2 separate regions of the Zea mays genome follow, and region 1 is linked to region 2. The links are chromatin contacts, called in public Hi-C maps. All regions are on one chromosome and are shown on one strand. Each heading gives the region's core, a stretch centred on a gene start, on an enhancer-like site or on the middle of the called end of the contact. The rest is flanking DNA. Distances are from core to core; before and after follow the strand shown. Region 1 holds the start of LOC542663 (cinnamyl alcohol dehydrogenase). Region 2 holds the start of LOC103626746 (glycerophosphodiester phosphodiesterase GDPDL7).

Region 1 (3,616 bases), core at 801-3,300, 550 kb before region 2:
TAATAGCTAGTTATTTGTTGGAATCGTCCTGCTAGAAGTTAATTGCATTTAGATAGACAGGGACAGCTATTTAATCGCTGATATATTTGGATCCAGGTCAAGGCAGCCAACGTTAATGACTTGTTTAATAAAAAAACCAGTAATTAATGTACTCCCTAAATTAGCCGGGCCGGGCATTTTCGGTATCTGAAGAGAGGGCTTTGAGTTGTTCCAACGGTGACATAGCCTTGACGTCAGATCCTGCGGGCCCCGCTCACCTACCACACCCACACCCAGGCCCAACGACCCCCGCTTCCGCATCCCTTTCGCGTTGTCTTCTCTTGATTTGGTCCCATGCAAACTGTACTAACAAATCAAACCCGCCAGGAAATGTGCGATTCTGATTGCTGAGCAAACAGCACCTACTACTTCTCCCTCCCTTGCACGGAATGCACGATGTCAACTCTCTTGCCTATAATTATGTTCAAACTCTCGTCAATAATAGTAGCTAGTACTGTTATTGTAAAGTATCGCTAAAATATGCATATATACTTATAACTTATCCATGTTAAAGAAAATCGAATATGCTAGCAAAGACATATGGGCCCGTTGAGGAGAGCTACGTTACATTTGATTTCTAGGAGAAAGCAGAGTGAAGAGCTGGTGAAAATCGATTCTCTATTATCTTCACTAGAATATAAATGAAGCACATTTTTAGCTCCAGCTCTTAGCGCAAATAGAGAAACTCTCCTAATTGTAGCATGAATGAGATGACATTATAAAAGCCTTTGATGAGATTTTCTTCCGAGAAGCTGAAGCTCCTCAGATAGCCCAATGATATGTATGTAAGTGTATTTTTTTTAAAAAAAGCGGGCAAATGAAACTAAATCATCCTATCCCCTTTAATATACTGAGATGCCAATTAGTTGGTTGCCAGCCGGAGTATGGTGGATGGGATCCTCCTATTGGTTAAATTATGAATGAATTGTTTGGTTGCCCGGTCCAATCTTTCTTATGTCTGTTTCGTTTAGATCGTGTACACCACTTCTTATTGTTTAAATGGCCAATTTAATCGGGGCCTAAACGACATATGTGCCTCAATTTACCATACCAATGATGCCGCTTACGTGAATAGTTGAATACCGATACTACTACTACCGCACGCGTCATGGTTTAACCTTTTAACAGTTGGATTGAAACATCAGCGACCACTCGGCACTTGGGTGACAATTTGTCACACACCTCGTAGTCGAGTGGAAATGCACTTACCCAATTTCTCAACCCATAAGACTATTTCCAGCATCTCGATTAATCCCCATATTTAAAATCAACTTTCATAGTTTATATTGTGAAGTGTTTTATGTGACGACATTAGTGGATTTATGGACACGGTCTAAGGACCCGTGACTTGTATTTTTCTTCATTGACCTAGCTAGCTAGCTAGCTAGCATCGTGAAGCCACGCCCATGCGTTTGGTATCGTCCGAGTTGTGTACAATTTCCAGCCAGTGGAATCACAGTTATTGGATCATTTTGGTACGTATAACGTATTCTTTTTGTATTTCCTGTCTAAAGACATTAATTTCAGAGAAGCCGGGTCTATTTTAGAAGGGCTTGGCTTCTTCCCGTTTGGTAGACCTCCTCGAAAGACGAAAGTCTTACTTCCTCTGGTTTCCTATTAGTTATCGTTTTGAATAAAGTTCGAGTCAAACTTATAAAATTTTGACTACAAATAACTATTTTGTTATTTAGTTTTGGAACCTAATATTTATATGCACCAATTTGTTATAAAACGTACTTTTATAAAAGTATAAATGTATTAAGAGTTCATTTGTATTTTAACAAAAAATATTGGTCAAAGTTATATTTTGGAGACCGTGTCGTTGTCCTAAACGACAACTAATAGGAAACCGGAGGGAGTACTGATTTTCTCCTGCAGCGGGCACAGAAGATCATGCTGGAAAGGTAGTAGGTACAGGTAGCCTGGAGCGGAGGAGTTGCCACTTTGCACAGTGCCGATCGAGCTCGCAGCCACTATATAGCACGCACCCTGCTCAAGCATCTTTTCCTTACCCAGAAAGATCGCACTACCCGGCGCTCGCGCGGCTTTCTTTCCCAACTCCGACGAAGGCTAGCTACACCACCTGGTGCGGGCTCGTCTCCATCGCCCGCCACCCGCTCCGTCGTCGTCGTCCCCGCCGCGCCGATCCCGAATCGAATGGGGAGCCTGGCGTCCGAGAGGAAGGTGGTCGGGTGGGCCGCCAGGGACGCCACCGGACACCTCTCCCCCTACTCCTACACCCTCAGGTACTACGCCGCGCCGGCGCCCTCGTGTTTGTCCTCTCCTCCAGTCCCTCCCGTCTGTATATGTCCGACTGTCTCCGCCCTTTTGCAAACACGCAAATGGATGGATCCAGGAGGACGAGAGACGGTTAGTTTCTGCACGCGCCTCCTCCAGTAGTTCTCCGAGTTCTCGGGAAGAACAGAAAATTTGATTGATGTTTTTTTTGATGAAAAATAAAAAGGGACTTGGGGCATATTTTCGATCAACTTGCAACGGAAGATGACTAGGAGTACGTACGTAGCGTAGCGGCGGCGGGTTTTAATTTGGGGGAGCACTCTGTTAGTCTGTTGCATATATGGGAGTACCTGATTCGTTGCAGTTATTATTATCTATACGCGTACGATATGTTTTAGGGGGTGTTTGGTTGCTCCTGCTAAAGTTTAGTCCGGGTCACATCAAGCGTTTTACTTTTAAATAGGAGTATGAAATATAGACCCAACCAACTAGACTAGATTCGTCTCGTCTTTTAATCTTCGGCTGACAAATTAGTTTTATAATCCGACTACATTTAATACCCGGAACAGAGGTTCAAACATTCGATGGGACAGAGACTAAATTTTAGCAGGGTGTAACCAAACACCCCCTTAGTCCACAACAAGAGCATTATGCGCTGTGTTGCATCATGCATATATGATACGTCTTCAACTTCTTGCGGTCCAACTCTAGATAGTGCACATGCATATGCCAAATACGGATACTGGACAAGATAGCACACAAGCAGAGCAGGTTGGGCGAGCGTACACTGCACGTATGCTTCTCTTCTACATGGCATTTTGTTTCGAACATTAATATATGGGTACTGCTCCTGCACAGCACTGCACGTGCTTGACGTCTCGTACAGACCCAGCAGCGTGTGAACTTGTAGGTAAGATACGTAACTACTGATATCTGCAGCTACCTACCGCCTGTCGCGATCACCATCCATTTGTACTCGCAGTAATAATACCGATTACCCTTTTATTATTATTTCTCATGCCATCGACGACTACTAGCACTATCCAACGTACAACTGTGGCGCGATTCATATATGCATAATTCTACATGGTGCTAGTCTTCGGCAAGAAAAAAAAACTAACACTTGTCTCTTTTTCATATGGGATGTGTTGTGGTGGTGACAACAGGAACACAGGCCCTGAAGATGTGGTGGTGAAGGTGCTCTACTGCGGGATCTGCCACACGGACATCCACCAGGCCAAGAACCACCTCGGGGCTTCAAAGTATCCTATGGTCCCTGGGTGAGCACAAACGGTTAACACACACACGCACCCAGCGATTTTTCAGGACCCTTGGGGAT
Region 2 (3,400 bases), core at 87-2,586:
AAACCAACTAGCAATCTCATGTTTCTATGAATCATTGCAGTTTTTACCTTAGTAAGATAGATCTTGTTCTAGAGGTTGGTACATGCCCTAGAAATTGCTGGCACGGCTAGAGATGGCCAAATGGGTCGTGTATGACGGGCTAGCTCGAAGCACGACCTTTTTAATAATGCCGGACCGGGTTTGGCATGATAGCCGAGCCATGCTTGGGCCGCTGCCTAGGCCAGTAGTGTTGGTCCGGCCCGACACGATTATATTTTTTTTATTTTACAAAACATAGTGTATATATATATATATTCGTTATTTACAACAAAGACACTAGAGTTCTACTGGTTAGCCTTCTTCATGTAGTATTTTTCTGTCCGCGCTATTTTTTGATATTTTCCTGGTTTAATTATACATCGTAGACAGGATAACGGGTCGACCCGGCACGCCTACCAGACCCGCGTGCCGTGCCTGGGCCATGGCATGTGGGCCGGTCGGGCATAGCTCGATTAGCCATCGGGCCTAACGGGCCCGTGTCGTGTCGGGCCGGGCCGGGCCACTGATTTGGGCAACTATATGCACGGCTCTGCCGTAGACCCTAGTCTATTGTATTCTCGGGTCTCCAGAATTAAGAAAAAAAAGGAAATAAGTGCAGCTATGAGCTATGTGCTTTAGTTTATTTATTAGTATTAACACACCCAAAAGAGGCAGCACGCAGAGCGGAGCGTGGCCCTGGCCCCGGCCCCGCGACGGCGACGAGAAGGGGTCGGCGGCACAGGAGGAGCTCCAAACAGCGCGACACAGAGTCAGCATTTTGAAGTATAGTTTTTTTTTGGAGTATAAGCAGGATCACTGAGGGATTACCAAAGCAAAGCATGTCGCGTTGTTTCCATCTTGAAAACGGCGTGGCCTCGTCCTCCAGAGGATCGCGCTGTTGGAGCTCCTCCTCTTCCTCCGGCGTGGCCCGTGTTTTTATTTCTCTCTTGCGAAAGAGGTACACGCAGCGCCAGCGCCACGCGTCGAAATGCAAAGCCAGCATCTGCTCCGTGAAACACGGCGTGGAGGCAGGAAACGGGTTGATAATTAATACAAGAGTTATTCAGAGATGCTGTTACATGAACATGCCATCGGTTACAACAGTAAAAGCAATGGCTAGTGTTTCAAGCGTGAAAAACGGCCACATGGATGATATACATCACGGCTCCCGGTTTCTCCTTGGCGGCGGAAAAAGGAACCTAATGTAAAGAGTTATTTTTGTGAGTTGGAGCTCTAAATTAAGCCTGATGAATTGTGGCCATCGTTCAGGAGCCATCTAATTTTAGCAGGTTTTTTCTTCGCCTGGAAACCTCCGTCCTCCCTTGCCTCCTCTCCACAATCTTCTGATATAGAGTTGCATGCGGGCCTTAGCCTCGGTGGGGCCGGAGAACAGCTTCTCACAATTTTCTTCCTGGAGTTTCATGTGAGGTATGTTTGTCTCCTGAAAATCTCCGCGTTTCAACTTTTGCTTGGATTTGTCTGAAATTCCTTAACCAATTAATCATGTTCGTTCAACGTTAGTAGTAGGCTTAGGCTTCTTTCCGATCTTTTTTTTAAAAAAGATTCTTTTCCTCTGCCTACGTTTTTGTTTTGTCTGAATTCCTGAAGTACCTGATGGCTCTCTTTCCCCTCAAACGAGGAGGTAGCAAATTACTACTTGTTACTGCACTTTCCAGGAGCTCACAAAGCTGTCTGCGATGCAGGGTGCTCCTCCTGACCAGATGGGAGCAAGCTATCCTCACATGTTTTTGATCCTCTTGCTGCTTCGTGGAGCCAATGCTGCTTTGAAATCTCCAGCAGGGCCGAAATGGCAGACTCTGAGCGGTATCACATATACATATGTTTTTTATACATTTCTTGTTGTTTTTTTCTTCAATCAATCAGCATTTGCCTCAAACATTTTTTGTTGTTACAATTGCAGCTGCTAATGCTGTTGCTATCACCCTACAGGCGGTCCCCCTCTAGTCATAGCTCGAGGAGGATTCTCTGGCGTGTTTCCTGACTCGAGCCAGTTTGCCTACCAGTTTGCCTTGACTGCCAGCTTGCCTGACGTCGTTCTGTTATGTGATCTACAATTCTCAAGCGACCATATAGGCTTCTGCAAAACAGGGTTGACCCTGGATAACTCGACGACTGTCTCCGAGAGGTTCCCCAAGATGGAGAGAACATACAAACTGCTCGGAGAGGACGTCCATGGCTGGTTCTCTCTAGATTTTACCGCGGAGCAGCTGGTTCAGAACATCACATGTGAGCAGTCCGATTAATTAAGATGGAACCTACCATTTTGAAGCACTAGTTTCCTGTCAGAACTTGCACTGGCTTGATGACATGCTTTGCTTTGCTTTGCTTTGGTTGGTAATCCCCTCAGTGATCCAAAACATCTTCTCGCGCCCAAGCACATTTGATGACTCCTTGGGGATGTACACGCTTGATGATGTTGTTGAACTCCACCCCCCTCAAATATGGCTTAATGTACAGGTAAATGTGATTCCAGTCAGTTCACGAGCCTTCCCTCTTCTTCTTCTTTTGCCCCAACGTGTTCACTTTTGCAGTACAATTCGTTCTTTTTGGAGCACAAATTAAGTAGCGAAGATTATATATTAGAACTGCCAAAAGATAGCCTCTCTTACATCTCCTCCCCGGAGGTTGAATTCCTGAAAAGCTTGGCTGGGAAGCTCAAGAAAGCCAAGACAAAGCTCATCTTCCGGTTCCTCAATGAAAACGTCGAGGAGCCTTCGACCAAGAAGACATATGGGGAACTCCTGAAAGATCTGAAATCCATCAAGGCATTCGCGGCTGGGATTCTTGTGCCCAAGACATACATCTGGCCGCTGAAAAAGGATCAGTACCTGGCGCCATCCACCAGTCTGGTCAAAGATGCTCATGCCCTCGGGCTGGAGGTGTATGCATCCGGATTTGCCAATGATATCGTCTTGAGCTACAACTACAGCTACGATCCCAGTGAAGAGTACTTGCAGTTCATGGACAATCCAGACTTCTCTGTGGACGGTGTGCTCACGGACTTCCCGTCCACCGCATCAGGAGCTGTTGGTAAGGACTGCTCAATGTTGGAATTGGAAGGAGCTAAAACCCGAATGTTTTTTTTTTCTAAAACATGTGGATGATTTTTTTTCCAGCTTGCTTGGCTCATTCCAAGGGCAATCCTCTACCGCCTCCTGGAAGTAAGCTCAACTATGAATTGTTTGTACCATCACGATGCCATTTGTAGGTTCATTATCATCATCGCCGCTGCTGAGTGCTTATTCCCTTGCACAAATTTAGAGGACACCAGGCCGCTGATCATCACCCACAATGGCGCGAGCGGCGTGTTTCCCGGCAGCACAGATCTTGCCTACCAGCAGGCGATCAAAGATGCCGCCGA

The links. Hi-C and Micro-C count contacts between places; a contact is called where the count stands out from the background.
Region 1: a contact with region 2 is called in a Hi-C map of tassel, with 3 times the contacts expected there. The contact joins the promoter of LOC542663 here to the promoter of LOC103626746 in region 2. A contact is called at or near these places in 3 of 25 Hi-C or Micro-C datasets (ear, leaf and tassel).

Annotation. Positions count from the first base shown.
Region 1 is chr5:101,210,122-101,213,737 of Zm-B73-REFERENCE-NAM-5.0, reverse strand. LOC542663 (cinnamyl alcohol dehydrogenase) reads left to right here and starts at 2,050. Exons shown (of 4, transcript NM_001112184.2): 1 at 2,050-2,285; 2 at 3,444-3,557. The coding sequence starts at 2,197.
Region 2 is chr5:100,664,373-100,667,772 of Zm-B73-REFERENCE-NAM-5.0, reverse strand. It overlaps LOC103626746 (glycerophosphodiester phosphodiesterase GDPDL7), which reads left to right and starts at 1,336. Exons shown (of 10, transcript XM_008647124.2): 1 at 1,336-1,446; 2 at 1,722-1,842; 3 at 1,969-2,265; 4 at 2,387-2,496; 5 at 2,571-3,069; 6 at 3,156-3,200; 7 at 3,301-3,400. The coding sequence starts at 1,740.